Regions from separate parts of the Mus musculus genome. Here region 2 is linked to region 1. Evidence: chromatin contacts called from public Hi-C data. All regions are on one chromosome and are shown on one strand. Each heading gives the region's core, a stretch centred on a gene start, on an enhancer-like site or on the middle of the called end of the contact. The rest is flanking DNA. Distances are from core to core; before and after follow the strand shown. Region 1 has its middle 150 kb from the start of Trp63. Region 2 overlaps Trp63 (transformation related protein 63).

The links. Hi-C and Micro-C count contacts between places; a contact is called where the count stands out from the background.
Region 2: a Hi-C map of myocytes shows a contact between it and region 1, with 2.8 times the contacts expected there. The contact joins two enhancer-like sites. A contact is called at or near these places in 4 of 484 Hi-C or Micro-C datasets (3T3-L1-derived adipocytes, muscle stem cells, myocytes and 1 more) and 3 of 115 datasets of contacts at active chromatin or transcription factors (astrocytes and neural progenitor cells).

Annotation. Positions count from the first base shown.
Region 1 is chr16:25,530,366-25,537,682 of GRCm38.p6, reverse strand. No RefSeq gene overlaps it. Among named protein-coding and RNA genes, the nearest start is that of Trp63, 150 kb to the left of the region's middle. Within about 2 kb of position 5,497, at least 86 of the 459 cell types and tissues checked have an H3K27ac peak or open chromatin away from gene starts, as enhancers often do. A contact at or near this core is called in muscle stem cells and myocytes, where this site is marked.
Region 2 is chr16:25,717,651-25,724,975 of GRCm38.p6, reverse strand. All of the region lies in intron 1 of Trp63 (transformation related protein 63), which reads right to left. Among named protein-coding and RNA genes, the nearest start is that of Gm24928, 19 kb to the right of the region's middle. Within about 2 kb of position 1,690, at least 9 of the 459 cell types and tissues checked have an H3K27ac peak or open chromatin away from gene starts, as enhancers often do. A contact at or near this core is called in muscle stem cells and myocytes, where this site is marked.

The sequences.
Region 1 (7,317 bases), core at 4,248-6,747:
ATGACATAAACTAAGGCAAAAACCAGTGTGTGATGTAGACATTGTCCTCCAAAAGCAGGAGAGGACATGTATAGTTCCCTCAGGCCCTGAATTGGCCCAACTTTCTTTTGCTCCTGGGAACACAAAGGTTTATCTCCCTGCACACACACACACAAACACACACACACACACACACAATGTGTGTGCATGCACAAACATGCAATATATGTATCTATCTCTCAAAATTGTGCAGCAAGATTTCCATCAAATGCCTTCATACCCACTTAACTTAAATTTTATTATTAGCCTTCAAATGGAAGGTAGCAGAGTTAATAGTTTCTCATGATTCTGTTATCTGAAACCCAAGGTGATGCAATACTATGTGTTTACACAATGCATTCTAAATTGTTAAGTTTTGGTATTTTATAGCATCTGTCTTCATCTATTGGCTCTGTTTGCTTTTCCACATGGAACAATGCCTTGTTTCCATGTATAACATCAAAGAAAACCAGTATGTGTTGAACAGCGATTATGTATCAGACTTTTCTCTGGATGCTTTATTGACATTGTATGTATAGTCCCAATAGTTAAATTAATTTGGATAAGCATTCATAAATGACAAGCTTGAAATATATATATTTGATTTGTCTTCAAACTTGGAGCCAGCAGTTACACAGACAACAAAACAAAACAAAACAAAACTCTCTGCTAAAATCCCTATATATATTACTTTTGTATGAACCAAATAGTACATAATAGAGAATGGTGTTAGTGTTCATGAGCATGGCGCTATACATCCAGGGATCTAGCACTTCCCCTGCTGGTTTGTTCAGAGAGCTCTCCGGGCCAGACAGAGTTACCTCATGGTAGACACAGGATACTCACGGCTGTGGAAAGTCCCTTGATGTCACTGGAACATACACCGAAGTGTGTGTGTCCATGGATATAAATATAAAATGCTTCACTCACTTCAATCACTGAGCCTGACCTCATTTGTCAGTGCTACCTTGGCTGTGTGCAGAGGGTAAGGAAGCGGAGCATCCTGCCCAGCTGATGCTTTGACAGGTGTGGGTGGGGCACAAGGCAGGCACTAAGCCCGGGTAAAGCCAAACTGGCTTCTGTGGCCTCCAGAGCAAGTTCCAAGCTCTTCTGTTGCTGGATCTTCTTATAAAAGTATGCCATCTCAGCATTCACATTGTAAAATAGAAAAGGAAAAAGAAATTTATATATATATATATATATATATATATATATATTTTTTTTTTTTTTTTAACCAAGTAGCATAATCACTTTAGAACTTTGGTAAAGATCTCCTTGTGGTCTTTTCTCTCATTTAAAAACTGTTTTTCTTTTATTCCTGATATTCGTTTCATATACAACATAACAAGGGAAAATGGCTGTGCTATTCTAGAGTGGTCATTTGAGTTCAATCAGTACAATTTTGAGAAAGTAATGATAACTATAACTTGAATTTTTATGTACTAATGAAAGATATTGAGGTACCAAAAGTAATATATTCAAAATCGACTTTCCAAACTTAAAAATTCATTCTCAAATTAAAGTAATTTATGTATATCAAAGTAGAAAAAATATTTCTCTATATTTGTATTTTATAATCAATTTTAAAGGCTTAACAGTTTACATTTAGTCAACAGAAATCATTTTTTAAGGAACCATAATAAAACTTAATGCTGAGCATACTGATTTAAAAAAAATAAACACTTTGAAAAGTATTAATGGAGACAAGAGGGGTAAATAAAGCAGCACTTCCACACTGCAGTATTTATGGTTTTCATATTGGCCAATTGTTGCATCATAAGCAAGAAGGCGATGGCTCTGGGTATCACTTGTGGTGCATTTTTCTGCTAGGCCATCATGTCCTCCGTGCTTGGGTCCAGTCTTGGAGGCAGCATTGGGTACGAGTTTTCCAGGACTTTGGGCTCCTGAATGCTATAAGTTTGAGAACAGGCTGCTATCTTGTTTGTTTTTGGGTGTCCCCATGCTTAGCTAAATAGTTGTAGAGTAATCTCTTTGTCTCCCCTCATGGAAAAAGAACAGTGAGTCTCCAAGATGAGGAAGTAAAGTTTGATATCTGATCTCACCTGTTCTCCATCTCACAGTTAATGAGCTGGACAAAGTAGGCTCTGCCCTCCTTCTCTTCCTGGGAGGTCAGTGTTCACTTTTTACAAAATGCTACAGCCAAATCAGTCAGACATTGTTAAATCAGAGGATGGGAGAATTGAGGGCCCTTGTCTCTTTGTTAACCAGTCTTATTTTAATTTGATTATCTTCCTGTGACCATAAAGTGCCAGTTTTGCTCATCAGAATCAAAATTAACTTTCTTTCTGCATTCCTATTAGAACAGTCACAGTTGTGGTTCCTGTCTCTGATGCCCTGGGCTGAGTAGGTGAAATTCAGCTATAGATAAGTCTAAAAGAGATAGTATATTCACGTATTTCCAAAACATTACTATGTCATATGATGTATTAGTGCAGGAGTAATAATGCTCAAAATGTTTTCATGTGATGATTGTTTCTGATAATATTTGCAGGTTGAATTGTAACAGATTTTTTTCAATCTTTTCACACCATACATGAGAACACACAGGTTTTAATGACATTTGTGAAGACCACCACTTACAAAGTCGTGTTGATTTAATAATCAATGACTAAGCAAGGAATAGTATGTAAATTGTCTTTTGTATCCTAGTGGCTCTAATCCTTCAAGTGGCTAAACCTGACTGAACTGATGAGATGCACAACTTAATAATGTGACTATTAATTAAGTCTAGCTGTGCAATGTGGTAAAGCGATGTGCCCAAATAAGACTAAGTCTTTAATCAATGAGATAAACACATGTCCATTTCATCTTTTATAGCAGGGTTCTCTCAGTAGTTTCATTTCATAGTTATTTCATAGTATGACATTTTTTTTACGTTTGTTTAGCTCTGAAAATTTCAATTGTTTTCTGTTTTCCATTTTCATTTTCTGTAAATGTTATAAAGTGTTATTAGTCATATTTCCCAGGGAGAGTAAATAAATAGTATTAGTCTAAATTGGTATTTGCCTCTACACAGCTTCTTTCTGAGATAGTTTAAGAATTTCCTAACATCCTTAAGTTGACATTTTTTCTCTGACCATCAAAAATATAAATACAAGCTCTTGTGCTCATATGGAAATGTAAATACAAGCTCTTGTGCTCATATGGAAATATATATATAATGATAATTCCATTATACTGTTGGCCTCTTGGTGGCCCACCAGAACTTGAGGATAATAGCTTGTTCCTGAAGACACCAGACATCTCAGTTGTAGTAAAGAAAAGAAGCTGAGGCTGGATTGGATGCTTTCTCCTTGCTGTCTACTTTTCATACTCTGCAGTTGCTGGAGGAAAGAAACCAACATTTGTCTTACACCTCTGTGAACCTGTAAATTTCGAAACCAAATAGCCAGGCAAAATGGACCCACTTGAGCCAGCCCCTAGGCCCCGCCCCAGCTCCCAAAGACATCTGCATGCACATGGTGACACAGAAATCCATGCTTAAATTCAGTGAGTCACGAAACAAGATAAATAGACATAGATGTAAAAAATATAGATTTCTAGAGAAGATCAGAAGTAGATAAAGGAAGAAAAGAGATGGGAAAGAATAAAAGATGACAGAAGCCAGTACACATATGTACTTGTGTGAAACTGTCCCAGAACACAGTAGTTAAAAGCTTTAAGTCTTAAAAATATTTCAATGGATTGGGAGAAAAAAAAATGTCCTGCTACTTATAAAAGACGCTTTATCCAGTGGTTGGAAGGTGGCAACCCGTGAAGGGATGATGACAACAGTGTCAGGCTTGCTCTTTTCCACTATGATATCTTTTTAATAATTCTGTATAAATTTAGAACATGATATAATGCCATCATGTCAAGGATCAGAGGGAAGAAAGGAAAATTGGGTAGTGGGGTTTTAATTTTGAACTTACAATGCAAAATAATATAAAGAAAGGTCTAGAACTGAGAGATTCTTATATATTAATCTCTCTAACCACCCATAGAAAACTGAGCATGGAATGGAAATAGACTTGTCAGGGTCCTGTGGACAGGGTTGTATGGAAAGGAAAATCCAGTTCTATTTTCTTTTAGAATCAGGGTCTCAAAAATCAGATCCCAGTTTTCTAATAAATGAAATGTTTTATCCTTTGCAAATCAGACAAGAAGACCCATGGGGTTTACCCATGAGAAGCAGGAAGCCCTGCCAAAATTCCAACCAGCTCTGCACACTTTCTGGGCATCTGCCGAGGACCAGGGCTGATGCCAAGTGTTCTGGGGCACAGAGTTGAGTAAGTCATGGTCATTGCTCTCATATTCAGTGCTGAAAGCAGGGACACATTCAAGCAACCGGATCCCAAAGCCGGCTGTGATAAGTGTTATCTTAGATCCCTGGAGGAGACAGGTCACACGACTGGAATAGCATGAAGTCAGGCCTGCAGCTGAGGGCATGCTGTTATTTAGGAACCCTATCAGGTTCATCTCACCACTTGGCAATGACCCCCAATCCCTGCAGTTTCTTGTCCTGAGTGTGCTGGGTCAGGGCACTTCCATCTGCCTCTCCTGGAGTCTCCTGTTAAGGCTACTGGTGTTTGAGGGTGCTTAATGAGAGTGAGAAAGACTTGTCCCATTTTTCTTTGTAAAGTTTCTAAGCTCACTGGCACTATGGGGAAATGGCCCATTTAGAAGTAGCTCTCTTTTCTTCTCTCCTAACATGTCATGAGGGCTGCCAAACTCTGGAGGCCCAGTATTTTATTCATCCAGAAAGTGAATGAAGCCGAAAATGTCTTCTTAATCTCATTTGGTTTTGCCCTAGTTGTTTGACTGTCTTTTTCCCTGTCTGGAACTGGGCAGTGCCAGCAGACAGGGACCCCCTGATTTAACACTTGATCTCTTAGAACACCTACCAGAAGCTTCAGCAAATGAAACAGCTCAGTGCTCTTGTACTGAATTCAGCCTTGATGCTGTCCTGTAAGCTCACGCCCATTTCCAAAGTGGCTGCCAAGTTTTCCAAAGGGTCTTTAAACCTGGATTTAAAACTGAAAGGAAAGAAATAGGACCTTCCTCTACCAGATAGTATATCATTTTTGAGGTTGTTTAAAATATGAAGCGTAAGGAAGTAATTAATTTGGATGGTAAAAAGGAATAAAGGCTTAATAGGAAGTCGGAGGTTTGACCTGGACACTGTGTCTGTAACCTCTAAAAGCTTCGTTCGGCTCGTTCTGAGAACGGTTCTTCTTTTTGAGGGACCTGTTCCCTTATATACACTTATTCTTTGCACTCTCTACAATAAGGGCAATAATGATCTATGGGTTTATAGTTCATAAAGGATTGATTATATACAACACAAAGATAAGCCCACCCTTTCAATGTAACAGTGCCATGACCAAGACCTATTTAAACAGAAGGTAAACTGAAGCCGAGGAGTGCTCCACTCCAGACTTGCTTTAAGGCAGGACTGACCTCTATGGCTGACTATCCTATGAGTCAGATGCCTGTGGTGTAACTGAGACGCAAAAGAAGTGCTGTGGCTTTGGAATGGGCAGCTCTCTGATCTGAAGAGATCCAAGAAAGCCACAAGTTTGGGCTTCTGCTCAGGGTTTTCAGTGCAAGCAGAGTTCAAGGAAATCTTCCTGCTTCTTTGCCCTTCAGTCTTCACTGCCGACTGCTCCTGTTCACCCATGGCCCAACTCACCTCTCAATAGCAACAGTGAATCATCAACTCAGAAAGAAAACACAGAGTTGGAGTTGCAGCTCGTGTCTTGCTAGTTTAATTAACTCTCAGCTGTATCCATGAAGGTCAACTAGACCCACACCTCAGATCACAATGACCTCTGTGGCTTTCTAAGTCAGGCTACATGCCTTTATAACTTGACTCTATCATCCTGTTTTCCCTTCATGACTCCTACAGCTGATCAATGACAAAGTCTGAGACATCCTGCTCCTGTGGTAGATATAACCCAATGAAATTTATATCTCTAAGTAAATTATATCATGTACTTGGACATAGACATTAACATTTTTTCATTGACTTGGGAAGAAACAGGCTCTTGTGGAGCTTAGGCTGACCTTGAACTCACTGTATATGTAAGGTAGACCTTCAGTTCCAAATGCTTTTACCTCCTAAATGCTGGGATTAAAAGTGTGTTCCACAATACCTGGCATCCTTTATTATCTACTCTCTGGACTATTTCATAGGCTTGTGCTCCTTTCTATTCACTTGACATTCCTGAAGTTCAGACACACTCTGGCTCTTGTTGCCTCTCACCCGTCTCTCTGTTTAAACACCGGGGCCCAAGGCGCTCTGTAATCTGACTTCATCAACCAGCCTGGGTATATTGTTTTCCCACTTTGTGGACTATGTTATTTATGCAAACCTGCCCCCACATACACACATGCCTTTCAAACCTTGATAACTTAGTGCTGCTATCCTAGTTCTCCATGTTTCATTCAAACATAACTCCATTTTCACCAATACAACTTAAATGAGAGCTCTCCCATTACATATTGACTAGGCTACATATCTGTTCATTTTCTGATCACCACAGGCTATTGTAGTTTCCTCCTAGGGTAAGGCACTCATATTATATTACCTAATTTGATCAGTTCTATACTTCTGGTAGACTCTCAGAAATGAGGACTCTCCTTTGCTCGAGGACTTCATCATTGGTGGATAAGAGGCAACTGAGATACACCGAAACGAAAAGTATCAACAACACTCAGCCAGTTTGAGAGAAAATGGGCCGATCAGTGGCGAAGCAGCTCTGTCAAGCTCCTTTTAAGTTTCGCATTCATGTGTGGAAGCACATTTCTGGTATTATATTTCTCATGCTGGCTTGCCTGTCAATGTGTACCACTGGGGAGTGCAACACACACACACACACACACACACACACACACACAAACCTCAATAGCAACGTGGGTACAGTGACATGACAGAGGAACATCTCAAATAAAATCAGTCATAGTGGAGAAAGACAGAATTCCACAGCTACCTTAGATGTTGTAGGTAGGTTTCCTTCTTTGATTTCATCTAAGCAACTGCTATCTATAGCATGGCTACACTTGACTAACTTTCATAGTAAAACTGGTTCATGGCAATGTGAAAATTCCATACCTAGGTGGAGTTTTAGAAAAAAAAATGCAATTCAGAGAAAGAAAGCAGTTTCTACCAAAGTAGAAATTTCAGCTAGCCACTGAACCATTATAAAGTCTCTTTATTCTGATATTTAGCATGCCTCATGTCAACTGTTACTCGAAGTACAATTATTGACTTGGTGAAGGATTCAGCAGGCATAGATA
Region 2 (7,325 bases), core at 441-2,940, 190 kb before region 1:
AAAAAGTTAAACTTACAAAGAGACTGAAAATCAGTACCTCCAGGTCACTGACTAGATTTTTACAACATCAAGTTTTTTTTTTGTTTTGTTTTGTTTTTTTGTATAGAATAAAGTTTATTCAGGACATCGGGAGGGGAGTTGATGGATTAGAGATAAAGGCAGAGAGAGAGAGAGAGAGAGAGAGAGAGAGAGAGAACACGAAGTAGAGGCCGGCCATGAGCACGTGGAGGGGGAGTGGGGAGGGGATCGGAGAGAGAGAAGGGGACGAGGGTAAGGAAGCAGGAGCAAGAGAAAGCAAGAGCCCAACATCAAGTCTTCCAAGCATGAACAGTTCCCATCCAAGCTTTCTTCTATCCATTTCCTTATAATCTACTTACCTTTAAGAAGGTTCCTACGTATAGGGATAACCAACTGGCTGATTCTGACCACTGTTTATTTGACACATCTAAAATAATGGCATATGTTTAGGGGGAAATGTCAGAATTTTCACTAGAGCCCATTTATTCCCGTTTCTACTTTCCTTGGGATCTGTCACACTTTCGTGTCATTCCTTTGTCTACTATATTAGTCTATGTCACGTTATTTGTCTAGTTATCTCTCTCTCACTATATATATATGTATACATATACATATTATATATATATACATATATATACATACATATATATATATATATATATATATATATATATATTCTTCCACTATAAAAATGTAAAAGGCACAAATTACAGAGTAGAATACAAGTTACCCTTTTATCTATGCTTCTATCCTTCTCAGAATTAGCATCATTAAATTTTTTATATACACCTATAGATTTCTTCTTCCTGAAAGGAGATAATAGCAAATACCTAGAAATATGTAGTTTAATTCTTCAAGTCCTCTATATAATGCCAGTTTAATCTTGTCTCACATTTCACCCTCACTTTCAGCTATGGTAATGGACCCACAGTTCTCAAACAGTCTGCTTTGTTCACATCACTATATCTGCATGAAGTGATCTATTTCTACGTTTCCCTTTCTAAGCTCTCTCACCTTTGCAATGTAGAATCAGTCATTCTATGAGTGCCACTCTCAGAGTATTCTGTCCATCTGGTCATTACAATATTTACCAGGTGCATTGGAATCCATCATCTCTCCTCCTGATAGGATCATAAGTATTTTGATACAACTAATGTAGCCGAATGAGCTCACTGTTTCTGAATATACACAGTGCCTGGCTTACTGGAGTTCTTGAGTGAATATTGACTTATTGCAGGAAAGAATAAAGGATGCAAGAAAAGTTTCTTCTGGGAAATCAAGTGACATGAACTTTACAGAGTCTATAAAACGCTATGGGTTTCTGTTTGTTGGTTACACCCATATTGCAGTTATAGTAATATTTTCTCCAACTGTCTCCAGGCAGTTGCTGAAGCTGCAAATGGCTATGATGTAATCAAATCTTCCAATTTTGAATGTAAAACATTGTGTGGCCCATTTTTCATCATAGGTGACATGTCTGCATTCTGCAGATATCCTTCTGGTGAGAACACTGTACACTTTACCACGTTGAGAACAGGTGCTGAGTTGTTGTTACTCCAAGACATTCAAGACAGAAATTCTACAAATTCAAAAGCAGTGAGCAGGGTTAAGACTGGCAGGCTATCACGATGACGTCATGTGCAAGCATAAAGAGGAAACACAGTTCCCAACAAAGGAACAGCAGGTGAAGTCATCATGTTGGCTTTGTCTGGAAACTCAGATCTTTTGGCTCTGTAGTGGGACATTCAATATGGGGAATATGATAGGGGCTGAGACTGAGTCACCGGAAACTAAGAAAGAAATATAGCTCTCGGGTTTTAGAAATGGCATTTGTTCCCGCTGCCTACTGTGTGTCTGGTGCCTTGGTATCTTGTACTTTAGCAATTGGGTTGACAAAGGTTTGTTTCCAAAAAGGAATGAATAAATGAAGTGCAGGCTATAACATGCTACAAAACCATCCCATCTGCAGTGGAGGTACCACATTTCAGGAAAGAGTAATTGATATGGCTTCGTTTGTTCTCTAATACTTACAGAAGTTAGGCCTTAGGTTTCTTATATAAGGGCTTCATACCTGTTTCCTCTCTGTGCATGGGGATAGTAATAGTGTCTTGCTCATGGAATTGTTGCCAAGTATAAAGAAGGAGATACATAGAAAGCACTTACTGATGAGTCTAGCACATGGTTGTCTAATATAAGTTAGCTACTGTTAGTCTTTTAGGTTCTGTTCTTATGATCATTAAATGTTTTATTCACAGACTAACACAGATGTGGCTAACACCTCACATTTACTCTTTGCTAGCTACATAGGCAATTTAAATGCTAATTCAATTTTCTCATCTGGAGAATAGGGACTATAGATGCATCAGATAATATTTTTGTTTAGCTAAAATGTAATATGGTAGGTGGGAAGGGCCTAACATGATGAATTTCAGTATGCCACAGTATCCTTGACTCCATGAGTCATTCAGTTTCCAGGCTTACAAAAATTCAGGCTCACTCCTTTTAAGAGTCTCGGTCAAGTGCAGGCCATAGACTCAGGGTCTTGGTCACGGTAACAGAGTAAAGGGCCTTCTTCAAGTAGACACTGTAAGCACACAGGTAGGAATGATGTCTGTGTGTATTTGGAATAGGCGATTTCAGAGTAGAAGTGGCAAAGAGATTAGCTAAAAGCCACAAAGGGTACTTAATCGTTGATTTCCTTGGGCCATCTTTGGCTTTATAAATAATGCTTCTGTGAACAACACCGCAAATAGTCTAAACCATTTTCCATCTTTAAGGCAGATTCCAGGAAATAAAACTTCTAAACAATCAATTTGTTGGGGAGGAGAAACTCAAGGCTCAGTATGTGCCAAGAAAGCTCACCAACCCCCAACCCCATTGTGATTTTTTTTCCCTTTTGCAAAATGTTACCCTATTTTCCTTTGGAAGGATGTAACACTTTAAAATTCTATACCTCTACACAGCAGTGGCTATTAACAGTACAAAGAGAAAATAAAGGTACCAATTTATCTATCAGAAAATGACAGGTTGCTTTTAATTTTGCTCTCTTCAATTATTGGTGAAATTGACTGTTCTGTATATGCTTTTGTCACCTGCATTCTTCCCTGGAGGAATTACTTATCAATTGTCTTTGTGAATTTTCTTGGGACCTGAGATCTTATGCTTTGCTATATTTGCTCAAATATATGTTAGGACGTATTGACCCTCTATCGTGGACTGAAATATTTTCCCAGTATGCTTTTTAATTTCTACATGAGGGTATTATTTCAAATTCTAGAATGTTCAGGTATATTGTGTGAAAGCGTGTCTCTATCCTTCCTCGTCATCCTAAGGCATTCTTCAATTGGCTTTACTAAAAACTGTAATGGCCATTTAGCCTTCAGGAAGTTTAAGATGGGATTTTCTGAGAGGGAGAATGGTATCCTGAGAAGAAGAAAGAGGAAACACTTTTTGCCAGGAGACATGAAAGGAGACAGACAAGACTATGGGCCTGGAAGGTATAACTAGCCACCTGGCTGGCTGGGGCTAAGCAGTTGGATTAACTCAGGTGAGCTAGCTGAGAGTCTACCTAGTTAAGGCAAACCTAAGGCTTTGATATATTAAAGGTCACTGTGTTGGTATTTAAATGGGGAAGGCTGGTTAATGAATAATTGTTGCCTTATTACTTTCCTGCATTAATTAATACATACAGAATTTTAATAATCCATAATCTACAGTAGGCAGAGAGAATTTTACAAACCAAATAAATTGGTCGCATTTCTATAGCTCCCTCTTTGTCTTTATGTGTAATGAACATTTCAAGTTTGATGAAAATCCACATAGAGCTACTAGGCTTCTTTTTCATTCTTTGGTTCTTCTCTTCTCATTGACCCAGAGCACTAATTATCCCTCTTCCACACTCTGATGTCATCACCAAACTTTAGAATTCATTCTTTGGATTCCTATGATATTTCTCCAATTTGGAGGGGGGGTGTTATCTATTCTGTTACTCATACTACTTTACAACTTTTATTATCATAAAATGTAATATTTTTAATATCTGATAAGGAGAAATCTAATTTTTGCTTTTCATCTCTTTTCTGAACCATTTATTTCTCCTGATCTCTTTTAGTCTTCCAAAATTCTAAGATCAAAATAAAATTCTGGTGATGTCTCTAGACTTCCAGGCCATGAGCATCTTGTAGAGAACTGTACTGTGGTTTTAATTTTTTCTAATTTATATTGTCGCTCTAAAAAAGGTATTTCCCTGGAGCTGAGACAAAAGGATGGACCACCTAGAGACTGCCATATCCAGGGATCCATCCCATAATCAGCCTCCAAACTCTGACACCATTGCATACACTAGCAAGATTTTGCTGAAAGGACCCAGATGTAGCTGTCTCTTGTGAGACTATGCCGGGGCCTAGCAAACACAGAAGTGGATGCTCACAGTCAGCTATTGGATGGATCACAGGGCCCCTAATGGAGGAGCTAGAGAAAGTACCCAAGGAGCTAAAGGGGTTTGCAACCCTATAGGTGGAACAACATTATGAACTAACCAGTACCCCAGAGCTCTTGACTCTAGCTGCATATGTATCAAAAGATGGCCTAGTCGGCCATCACTGGAAAGAGAGGCCCATTGGACATGCAAACTTTATATGCCCCAGTACAGGGGAACGCCAGGGCCATAAACTGGGAGTGGGTAGGTAGAGGAGTTGGGGGGGGGGGAGGAGGAGGGTATGGGGGAATTTTGGGATAGCATTGGAAATGTAAATGAGGAAAATATCTAATAAAAATATTTTTTAAAAAAAGGTATTTCCCACAAATCATTTAGTGTAATTCTGGTATATATGTGAATGCTATTAATATACAAATATTTAGTATTTTCCTACCTAATTACAAGCTTTAAAATTCATATTAATGGGCATAACATCAGCAAAGTGCCAACATAGGGGAGTCCAGGTATTACCTTCTCACAATGCAAACAGCTATTCACACAGAAAAGCATTTTCCAAGGGAGAAAAGGATGCAGGTGAGAGAGTATAGCTGCTAGATGAAGCACTAAGGCTAGAACAATGCATTTGAGAGCTCAGAAGGGAAGTTTCACAATTCCAGCGTCACCTACTTGTCAGGCACTGGAAGGCCACTGTGGAAAGTTATACCATGCATATTAAGGGACAGGGAATCCTCAGCTTGTTTGGGGACCCAAGTGCCAGACCGACCCTAACACATCCTAGCACTGCATAGTTCCGGGATCTTAGAACATGGGATCTTGAAAGAGAGGCTCCAATACAAACTTCGTACTATGTTGGCTATACAAGTTATGCTGAATGCCCTTAGTCTCATGCCTCATTATAGCATCAGCACATAGGCCATGGGTACATCTTCGCAGATATCACCAGTCCACTCCAGTGGACCAAAGCTCCAGACCAGTCATTTCATAGCACTAAGAGGTCTCTCTGTGGGGTCCAAGCCTTCTAGTTCTGCCACTGAAAAGTCAGACCCCAGGAAAATGCCTGTGGTATAAAAGCAAGCCTAGTCATTTCATCAAACAAGCATCAAGCACCACTCCTAAAGATTCCAGTAACAAGCTCAACACAGAATTGTGGGTGCCTACTTACAGTTCCTAGGTAGACTGAATGGTAAAGTCCACAAACTTTATACATAAGGGGGTCTTATGTATGTAACAGTGTATCCATCAGTAAAAGTTCCAGGGATCATAAACCATCCTAAAACCTGATGCCACATAAGGAATCAAACAAAATACCAGCATCTGATGAAGAAAGGGTGGAAAGGAGGGAAGGAGAGAAGTAGGGAAGGGGAGAGAGAGGGAGAGAGGAAGAGTGGAAAGGGGGACATAGAAATATGTACTGCTTAAAAAGAATTCAACATTCTCAATAAAGTTCTACAAAAGTAAATACAAGGGAACATTAAAAAGAACACTACACATGACCAAGGAAAGACACTGCATTCAGCATTATACCATATCCACTGATGATAAAAAAGAAAAGTCATCAAGTTTGTTATGGAGGGAAAATTCTTCAACATAATAAAAACTCAGCCACAGCAAGAGCACAAATCCTAAAAACCTAAGACAGAAGCAAAGAAATCTTTTATTTAGAGACAGGATAGTTCAGAGCTTGAGGGATGGCTCAGAAGTTAGGAGTACTGGTGTCTTTTCCAGAGGACCTGGGCTTATTGCCCAGCACCCACAAGTCAGTCTACTAATCTCTGTAACTCTGGTTCCACGGATTCCAACACTCACATACAGATGTGTGCAAAATGCCAATGCATATTTAAAAAAACACATAAAAAATAAATTTAAAAAGATAGAATAGTTCTTATATGTGAAGAAGAAAATGGCTGTTTAGATGCCGATGAAATAAATTCAAGCCCAATACATATGAGACACTCACTGATATACATAATGATCAAATTCTTAATAGGCAAAGGAATGCGAAGACATCTGAAGGATGGAGAAGAAAATTAAAATAGACCTAGAAAAGTTGCCATCCTTTTCCTATTCTAATTTTAAAGAAAATGAGTTCCATGTGTCGCCAACATGTCTGTAAAAACTGTATGTACTTGCATTGTTATGAGCTTTTATTAGGTTGAAGAATTTTCCCTCTCTAATAAATGTGTTGACATTTGTATCATTACAAGATATTGTCTACTGTCAAATGCTCTCTCTTCTGATGATCATGTGTATTATGCCTGTGATATTATCTTATATTTGCTTCACTAGAATTTTTTGCAGCGTTTCTGTAATTCTACTCAAAGATGTCAAGTCCTTATTTTATTTACTCATTAATTTTAAAATACCTTTGGAATTATTAGTGTAATGCTGGTCGACAACAGTCAAATATCTTAAAAAATAAGTAGTTTTATTTAATCCTTTCAGATTCAAGCTTCTTTTATTTCTTTACATTTTTGAGAAGCGAGGCTGGGGACTTCCTGTATTTTTAACCAAAGGTGAGACATTTGGCCAATTGGGGCTGGGGAGATGGCTCAGTGGGTAAATGCTTGCTATGTAAGGTTGCAGACTGGAATTTGAATCCCTGGAATGTAAAAAGCTTGGCATAGTAATATGTGTCTCCAACCCCAGTGAATTTATAAGGAATTGGGAGGCTATAATGTCAGGTGCCATGCACAGATGCTCCTGGATCACCTGTCAGATACAGCGAACAGCAGAGACTGCCACAGAACGAGGAGAAATGTGAAAACCAACATCTGCAGTTTTCTCTGACATATCCTTATGCATACCCACACTCATACAAATGAACAAATACACGCACGCACGCATGCACACACACACACACTCACACACT